Regions from separate parts of the Hordeum vulgare genome. Here region 2 is linked to region 1. Evidence: chromatin contacts called from public Hi-C data. All regions are on one chromosome and are shown on one strand. The core of a region is the stretch at or near the end of the contact, and the rest is flanking DNA. Distances in the headings are between cores, read along the strand shown.

Evidence for each region. Hi-C and Micro-C count contacts between places; a contact is called where the count stands out from the background.
Region 2: a Hi-C map of seedling shows a contact between it and region 1, with 4 times the contacts expected there. The contact joins the promoter of LOC123448868 here to the promoter of LOC123446576 in region 1. A contact is called at or near these places in 3 of 6 Hi-C or Micro-C datasets (leaf and seedling).

The regions. Positions count from the first base shown.
Region 1 is chr4H:440,930,720-440,935,733 of MorexV3_pseudomolecules_assembly, reverse strand. It overlaps LOC123446576 (senescence associated gene 20-like), which reads right to left and starts at 2,160. Exons shown (of 1, transcript XM_045123152.1): 1 at 1,165-2,160. The coding sequence starts at 1,833. The coding sequence ends at 1,417.
Region 2 is chr4H:441,579,624-441,584,576 of MorexV3_pseudomolecules_assembly, reverse strand. LOC123448868 (U2 small nuclear ribonucleoprotein B''-like) reads right to left here and starts at 2,247. Exons shown (of 5, transcript XM_045125896.1): 1 at 2,099-2,247; 2 at 1,424-1,596; 3 at 628-721. The coding sequence starts at 2,171.

The sequences.
Region 1 (5,014 bases), core at 911-3,410:
ATTTTGGTCAAATCGTAATAACTTGTGTTTGAACAGTATAGACAATAATGTAGAGCTACTGATTAATTAATAATTAGGGTGGTCCAGTTGACCATACATAAGAAACCACAAAAAAAAATCTTAAAAAAAGAACCCCACAAAAATCAGATGCCAGCCACAAGTATACAAGTATACCTAATAAAAGCGCATGCATACCGACGTCGACTCCGAAAGGCAAGTTCGCTGGTTCGTGGGTACTGCTTCTCCGGCTCGCCGTTAAAATTTCAGCGGCTAATAATTCAGATAGGTACATGCATATGAGTGTGAAAGTTCAGTCGAACAGGGCACATGTTTCAGACCTCCAGTTCCAGAATGCCCATCGATCTCATCTCATTGCCGAGAGAACAGCTACCATATCAGATTATGTGATGGCATGCTGTCACGCACATCACACAGCCGAAGATCAAAAAGCTTATGTGCGTCTGGTGTGGCCAGTGAAATCCTGAACTTTTCTCAGATGAAGTAAAGTATAACTTGTTGGATTTTCTTAAGTCTGCTCCTTTATACTAAAGGTGCTGAAAGCCTGAAGTGCTCTCCAACAGCAAGTTCAGATGCCCCAGTTTGCAAGCAAAGGCAAGGCCCCAGGAAAAGAAAAGAAGAAGATCCAAAACGAAAACCCAGACGTTTTTTTTTTTTTTGTGGGTCAACCACCTTTTACACGTCAGAAATAATTGGAAACGGACAGTTCAGTTGGAAAAGAAAAGAGGAAATTCCAGACTTGTTGTGTTCCTCAAGTGCCATCGGGAATCCAGCAAACTTCACATCAAGGATTTGTTTGGTGTGTGCTACGTTGAAAGCAACACCCTGAACTTTTCCCGCCGGGATGCGGGAGACTTTCCGTTACTCTGGTATGAATCTCTGCATCCGTGTACTCGGTTTATCCAGACTTTTGTTTTCGTGCATGCTTTGATTTGTCCCCAACGTATGCATTTTTTGCCAAGAATACATGAGAGGTGCCACTCTTACGGAAACAACAATTGCTGACTCAATTAGTTTTCAATCTGTGGTGAAATAAAATTAAACAGGAGTCACTCGCTTCATTTGAAGACCGGACCGGTCACTCATGGCACCAAGGAAACAGGAAAGACAGAAAAAAAGAAATGGAGGTGACTCATCACACATTGCTTAAGGGTCCAATACATTATACTTTTATTCAGCCGCAATAGCAAGCCATTGCCGCAGTAGTAGTACACATCATAATCCATGATTTAGACCAAATAAATCACACTGGTAATCAAGCACGCAAAGCGATAGTGGTTGTGGTGGAAGTGTGGGATCCCTGATTACTCTACTCGCACGCAGGTCGCAGGCAGTTGAGTTCAGCAGCCCATACGCCAAGACCTTAACTTGCAGCTTACTCAATGGTAGGCTCTGTTCTTAGATGGCGAGGACGAGGCCCGGCAGCGACTTGCGCGCGCGGTCGGTGCGGCGGCTCTGCCACAAGCACTTGGGCCACTTGGGTGTGTGCGCCGGCGAGGAGAGGCCCGAGGACGTAGACGAGGAGGGGGAGGAAGAGGTAGAAGAAGATGAGGAGTGGGTAGGAGAGCTCGCGCTGGCGTTCTTGGTGGCCGCCGCGGCGGAGAGGCGTGTGACGGTGAGGTCGGTGTTGAAGTACTCCCTGAGCTGGGTGATCACCCCATCGGGCCCGACGGTCCAGGCGTGCACCCAGTAGAGGAGCTGGCCGGCGCCGTCGGCGCTCCCCTCGGCGACGACGGTGGAGCCGAAGGCGTCGACGGAGCGAGGGCAGAACCTGAACTCGTCGTTGGTGCCGGCGCCGGTGAGGAGGCGCATCATGTGCTGGTGCGCGGGCGGGCCATGGAACCACCACTCGAGGTCCGGGGCCAGCAGGTCCTGCGCCCGGCGCGCGTCGCGGGCGTTGAGCGCCTCGTAGAGGCGCAGCACGAGGAACTTGCCGCGCTGCTCCTCCGTCTCCCCACCGCCGGCCAGCTCCGCGTCCGTGTCGTGCGGCGCCGGCGCCGCCGCGTGGGGCTGCTGATGGTTAGCCAGCTCCTGCCGCGAAGCCCCCGCGTAGGCTCCGGTCTCCGCCGCTTCAAGAAGAGGAAGAAGCCTGTTGAGAAGCGAGGCGATGGATTGTGATTGAGAGCTTGGAGGTGGAAGCGGGAGAGAGGGGTGAAGGGTTTAGCGGCGCGCGGAGCAGCTTTTATAGGCCGCGCGCGCTGCTACTGCTAGCCTATCCTGGGGCGCGTTTTTGAAGCGTGGCTATTAGCGACTCTCTGTCATGCTAACTTCTGTCGTCGTGGCCAAGTTTTAGGAACCGTAACATGCGTGGTTTTTTTCCGGCTTAGTGCAAGATAGGGTGCAAACGCTAGCTGCGTGAAGTCCGTGTCTGGGTGCGATGGAGTACTTCATTGTGGAGTCCAGACTCCAGAGGACCATTGGACAAGACTGCAATAGTTGGCCAGTTGTAATCCATTATCCATAATGTTGTACAACAACCACTGTTGCGTAACAATCTGCGGGTACAAGCTTCGACGGTGGAGAAATAACAAAATAAAATGGTGAGCCTTGCTTGCTGCCTTGAAAGAAAACAAAATCACCGCGCACAAAATGCAAACAAATACTCCGTGAGCCGTCACTTGTCAGAAGGCAGAGGCCCCGCCTCCGGGGCGGTGAACTTCGTGGTAGCTGTCGCTCGCTCGGTAGCCACGAGCAGAGGTCGGTGTCTCAGGGAAGGACCGAGGAAAGTGATCCTTTTTCGAAGGATGGGTGATCGCTCGCGCGCGTGTCCTGTGTCTGGTAGTACCGTGCGCGCGGCACCATTTGCACCCATCAGTCCGATCCGATCCGATCCGATCCGATCCAATCCAATCCCTGCGCTTGCATCTTGAGTAGGGGGTATACGCACGCACGTACGCTCTGGCATGCATGCATGATACGTACTGTACTACGGCATGGCACAGTAGGAGCAGTACAATACTCGCAATAATGCGGCGTCTTTTAGGCAGCATGGTTTGTCGTCTGCCGGGGGCGTGGCAATCGGGGGAGGCCCGGGCAGAGACGTCAGTCGCCACCGGACTGGCCGAGAGCACGTACCGGCAGTATCACCGCACCAGGGAATAATGAATTCTGTTGGAGGAAAGGAGGAGGAGCAAAAGAGTATTAAAAGCACCGAGTTCGATACATTGGTTGGTTGGTGCGTGCTCATGATGCAGCAAAATCTTCAGGCTTTGTTTGGTAGAAGTGAATTTGGGAGGTTTGAAGAGGAGGGGATTTAAGGAGATTTGGTGAATCCCTTTCTTTCACCCAATTCTTTTAAACCTTTGGGGTTTTGCTTCCATCAGTCTCTGAAAAAGATCCTGAAACACATTAATAGAAAGGGATTAAAGGGAAACGGAAGGGATTCGGTTAAGCAAACCCCTCTTATCAAATAAACGTCCGAGGTTTTGTGGGGTTTTTGACCCTTTCAAGGATTTTCCTCTCAAAACCTGTTAAATCTCTTCGTGCCAAACGAGGCCTCAGGCGGAGAATGGGTATACTACAACTCCAGTTAGACGAGCACCACGTCTGGGCATGCATGGATAGCTCTCGGAGCATTTGCTTACAGCCAAATGTACAAACAGTAGTCAAAGTAGTTCTTTGACTGTTCTTCCTCTTCTTACCACGCAAGTAGCCAAGTAGACATCCATCTCAGCGTGGCAGTAGCACAAATCAAACCACCCACTAGCCCGCTTTCGTTCTTTGCTTACCTTTGGCCTTTCACCTCGCCAGCGCTCACCTTCACCGTGTCCGTGTGGATAATCAACATGATCTGATCTGGACTCTAATTTGCCACGTCAACTCTGCTCTTGTACTGATAAAAATATTTTTTTAAACAAGGTACTGATATAGATATTTGGGTATCAAAACCATCTACAAAGACTAGATAAATTCGGCCTCCTATATATCCGAGAACGCATTTGGATATTTCGTTCCCCCGTTCATATATCTTAAGTTCGGACTCTTAAATCCATGCAAAATCATGCGCGTCGATCACACAAACCATTATCGCATATAAATAACAAATGTTGGCATCGAATATAAATAGCGTTGACATAAAATTTATTTTAAATGTACAATCAAACATCCGTTCTTTGGTTTTCATAGTAAAGATGTTCGTGCGTTGCAACGAAGAAAAATGCATGGATAGCTCTCGGAGCATTTGCTTACACTACTCATAATAGAGAGTAACATAGTACTCTACTTCCTCCGTCACGGTTTAGAGAATGTTTGGATACGTTTTAGTCTCATGACTAAAAGTAGTGGGACTAAAACTTGTTAGCCTCACCCATGCTTGGATCCAAATACTAAAGAAACTAAAATCAAATAAATGAGCATTTATTATCCTTCAAACCCTCCAATCAAAAACTCGCATGTGTTAAAAGAGAGGAGTTAAATGAGGAGAGAGAGAGGACTAATCCACATTTTAGTAGGGGTACCACTGACTAAAAGATTTTAGCCTCAAGACTAGTTTTAGCCTCTTTTTAGTCAGGGGTGCTTGAAACTTATTTTTAGTCAGACTAGTGTTAGTCCCTTGGATCCAAGCACCCTCTTAGAAGGCACGGTTAAACTTACATGCGTTTTCAAAATAGATAAAATTTAAGGCACGAAAGCAATTACTCTTATTAATTAGTACTAGTACTACTTATGCATACGCCCTTCCAATTTGCTGCTCACGCATTAGTACTACTAGTATTTTCTCAGTTGATTAGGCGCATTAGCATCTACACCTGCTACATCTCACAACCAATAGGTGACTACCTTGGTTCCAGAGATTTTCCAAGCGTGTCTTCTAAACCGTGATGGAGGGAGTAACATACATACTCCCTCCGTCCGGTAATAAGTGTACTTTTTTTCTTTTCGGCCAGTCAAACTAGTTAAACTTTGACTAACTTTATTAAAAAAGTGCTAACATTTATGACATTAAATTAGTATCAATAGATTTGTCTTTACGTGACGTTTCTAAATATATCATTTT
Region 2 (4,953 bases), core at 998-3,497, 650 kb before region 1:
GCATGTATGATCCACCACAAGAATTGACCATGCCAGCAGGTAGGAGGGGCCGAGGAGAGGTGATGAGAAAACAGATAAGTTGATGTAGCAAGGCCACATGGTAAGGTGGGTGGTCATTTTACGTTATTTCCCCACCTTGGTAAATTTCAGATGACTTGTTTTGTACACTTTCAAAATGTTAAAACACATCAGCACGCCTGCTGACACAGCATTAGATCAATTGCTGAGAATGATAACATGCAAATAAAAGGCACCAAGATCAGGGTGTGACGGGGTTATTGGCACTAATTTAAAAACCGTAGGGTGCAAGTGGATGCTATCATACATCATAGCTGAAAGTAGACTACATGATTCAATGGGCAATTATAGTTTTTCTTAAAAGGTTAAATAAAGCAGAGTCAATCTCCATACGAGTAGTTAAATGTTCTAACAGGGCAGGCTCTGATTTCGAGAACAGAAAAGCAAGCTAATATGCACATTGGTGTAGAAGTTATCATCATTTTGGCTCCCCTGATATATACTAACCCAACATATAGAACTAGGATTGCTGCTAGGCTATCATCTCAACGGGCAGTTGCAGTGTAGAGTGTAGACCAAAACATAAGTGAAATCTACAATTAGAAATACCTTTCTCCTCTTGCTTCTTCCTTTTCTCTTTAGGAGCATAAGAACCATCTGCTTTGGCAAAACAGTCAGACTTTGTTTTTGCATATTGTACCCGCTGCACAAGGGAAGGGGAAAAGGTAAGTTGTCAACCATGGTACATGATGAGGCAGTACTGTTAAGACTGATTTTGTTTGTGTGTTAATGTGGCACAATTTCACTTACAGGTTAAAACAATAGATACAAATAGGAGTAATAACTAGATAGATAAAGATCATGTGTTTCAACATTTAGTCAGAGAACATCCGGATATATGATAGTTGAAAGAGTGTACCAGTATGTATAACCTAAGAAAGAAGTGTATGCTAGCACCATTTGAAGAACAAATATATATCGTCTATCTACACTATTCCACAAACTGTTAATATAATTTCGCCATAGCTGAACTTAGGCGAGTGACATAGTGTTTCTGGCAACCTAAATGGTCGCCATAACTACGCCGGATTGTCGGTTAGGCAAAGAACTTAGCACACATGGTCAAGCCTCTGCAGATTACAAAGAAAACACAAGACTTAAACTCAAGGTATAACTGTACAAAAATTTATCAGCGGATACTTTGAATGGAGCACTGTTGTGGTAAACTACTAATGCAAATCTAAGAACCATATAGGAACACTGAATTGCCCACTTAATAATCAGAAATGCTTGTCTCGGACCAAACATACCCACCGTGCTTCTTATGCACGGAAGAGAACACGGAGAATAAAATGTAAAATAAAACACCTTGACATTATTATAAACTAAAGTGGAGATGTTTCACCATTTTTTTGCCGTAAAAATCGAAGTCTTGTAGGCCCCGGAAAGCATTGGTGGCCGCTGTAATTTCACTGAATGCCACCCAGGCTTGCCCCCTGAGTTTATGAGTTTTTAAGGCCACAACATCCACTATTCTTCCATACTGAGAGCACAATGCATAGAGTGATCTCTTCAGCTCTGTAGGAAAGATCAACACACGTTAAAGCATGAAAGGACCGAAATCACTAGCATACTACAACCTACAACAGTAGAACAATTGTTTATGCAAACTAGATTTGAGACAGATACGACCATGCTCGCTTGGAGATTACAAATATGTTCTGTAGAGGGAAGCAATAATTTCGCAAAGTCCTACTGTAGATTTCTCGTCCCCCTTCAAAGCTTTCTGACGCAGCTTGCAGAGAGCGAGACATTCCTAAAAGGATGAGACGGACTGCGCCAAACACGGGTTCCAGCAAAAGCATGGAACGAAACCAAAATCGGGCAGTTCAATCACAGCTCCTACGGCCAGCATTTAACACTATGTACGTTTCGTCTGTCGAGAGTCAAGACCAGAGATCCTACTAACAGAAAAGCGAGGCGCGGACGAGCTAACAGCCTGGATCGGGAGGCTAGGGTTTTAGGAGAGGGACTTTGCCAGCGGGTGCGGCGGGGCGCTAAGCGGCCGGGTGAAGGATACCTTCTTTCTTGACCTTCTCGTTGAGGTTCTTGAAGTAGACGGTCTGGTTCGGGGGAACGTCGCCGGAGAGCATCGCCGCCGCCGAAGACGAGGAGGAGAGAGGCGAGCGCTAGACCTTGCTGTTTCGGGCCGTGCGATTTTTGGGTTTCTAAATTTCCTGGTACACCCCGCTTCCCTTATCTCTTCGGGCCTCGAGGTCGGCACAGGCCGGGTCGATGGGCTGTATGGATGGAGCAGTTTTGGTGTGGATAATATATGGGCCCAGCCTGCTTGTCTGTGGACCGCGTAGATTGGGTGTGTTTGAATGATTTTTTCTGTAGACCTATTGGGCTTACTTTTGCTCTGCTTTTTCATTTGTTTTTCCTAAACCCAAAAAAAATTGTATTTTTCTTCAGTCATGTCTCTCAAAATTTTGCACCCCCCCCCCACACACAGAGATAAAATAACTGTACTTCAGATTCTCTCTTTTTTTTTGCGTGGAACTATACTTCAGACTGATTTGCTACAAAAGTGCCTTTTCACTCGTTTCATGGTAAACTTGGTCCATCATCTACTTTTTTACCTCGTATATACTCTCATTCTAATTGCTCACTTTTGAAAAGTTCCAACGGAAAACGTTCCTGGTTCTGGCAAGACCAGGTAAACCTCGCTGCTCCAAGCCTCTAAGTAATCTCATGCCCACGGGCCATTGTGTGGGTCTCTCGAAGGTTACAGGAACTGAAGAAATGATCACGTTTACTCTGTCAAAAGTTTTGCTGATCGCGGCCACTTTTCCCGAACCGGAAAAGAGCAGCTGAAGTTTGAAGGGCGTCGCCAACAAGCGGAGGCAGCTTTGCGCTTGCTCGGGTGTGAACGGGTGGCTTTCGGCAAAACTCGATTTCTGCGGCTGGAAACGCCGCTTGGCATTGGCCGCCCGCCCAGCACTGGAACAGTTGGTGTTCCTGGAAGCTGCCCGTTCCAATCCATGGTGGATCCCTGCGAGAACTGCTGGATCGCCGCTTTCCTGTCGGGATTACGGCATATCATCATTCATTAAATTAATGGTGAATAGATCCGTCCTGATCGGGCGATGGCTGCCAAGTACCCAGATCGGCCGTGGGAAGCTGGTCGTTTCGTGGTGCTAAAACCTACTATTACAGGATCCGACCACGGATTTCCACGTGGTGGCGCTCGTGCGGACCTCCCCGGCCTTTCCCTTTCCATCGCACGGCTCGGCTGGGTGTGCCCAAGTTGCCGCCTGGACTTGCTGCGTTTAGCTGTCGGGGCCATTTTGCCGCCCATCAGCAGGGCTGCATGGCAGAGGTCTACTTCCAGTTGCAGCAATGGGACAGCTAGCCCCTTCCAGATACACGCCACAAGTTGGTCCAGTGGGACTCAGTGTTCATAATAATCCAGGATAACGGGGCGATTATAAATATACATACTCCATCAGTTCAGCCTCGCTAAAAAAATTTCCTCCACGTTAAGCTGCCTCTCGGTTGGGTTGGGCTGAGCAAAACATCTCAGAAACAAGTGGTCTCCTATATACTCGCAAGCAGCATAATTAATTATTTGGATCGACATACCAAACCAGAGCTGGACATGACTGACGCGACTGACATGCTTTTCATCAGCAGGAAAGGAGCAGGGTGCCTGCGAGTTGCGCCACCGGCAGGGGTCAACTGGCCTATCAGGTTCGGGTCAAAACACCTTCTAGAGTGGGAGCAATGGAGGAGGATCCTGGCCTTTGACCGCCGGATCGGTTGGCGGTCAACCTCTCTCGCACAGACCACACCACACCACGCCAGAGCAAAATCCTAAACTTAAAACCCAAGGCACCCGTCAGCTGGATGCTCTGTTTTACCCACTGGACCAGATTTTCCACGAAAATGAAACTCGTCAATGGCTTTCAAAACAGAGTAGCTAGCAACTAGTAGCTGGCTTGGATGCCTGAGTTGGACCGATCCACGGATATGCTAGCTCGTTCAATGTTTTTATATGCCTTGACTTGATTTTGTTTTTTTCAAAGTTCACAAGGCTTGTGCTAATGTGTAGAAAAAGATTTTGAATCGGATAAGAAGACCTGCAATGTGAAAAGGGAGGAGGACTAATCTACTACTTGAGTGCATTTGCAATTCGATTAGTGTAATCTTTTCTATCTTCTTTTTTCCAGGAAGTTTATGTGTGTTGCAGATATAGAATTAAAAGCATCTACAACGATGGCCTCCAAAATTGTTCCGACATCCGTCCGCGAACACGGGGCAGTCCGCCGACATGGATGCCGGAGCTGGTCATTCAATGTTGCCTCCATATATTTCAAGACGGGTTTCGGTGTAACCGACGAAATTCATGGAAAAGGGTACATATTCATTAAAATTAGGATAGAGAATAATTAATAATTGTCAGGGATATATGAAAGCACAACTTCTTTTTATGGGATTTTGATAATTAATAAAAACATAATTTGCCCCTTCCAGATACGACACCACATGTTGATCGAGTGGGACTCAGAGTTAATAACAATCCATGTCGGTGAATACTCACAACATATGTCATAGGTAGGCTAAAGTCGGTGAGAACCGAAGGGAGATGGCCTCCAAAATTGTTCCGACATCCGTCCGTGAACACGGGGCAGTCCGCCGACATGGATGCCGGAGCTGGTCATTCAATGTTGCCTCCATATATTTCAAGACGGGTTTCGGTGTAACCGACGAAATTCATGGAAAAGGGCACATATTCATTAAAATTAGGATAGAGAATAATTAATAATTGTCAGGGATATATGAAAGCACAACTTCTTTTTATGGGATTTTGATAATTAATAAAAACATAATTTGCCCCTTCCAGATACGACACCACAAGTTGATCCAGTGGGA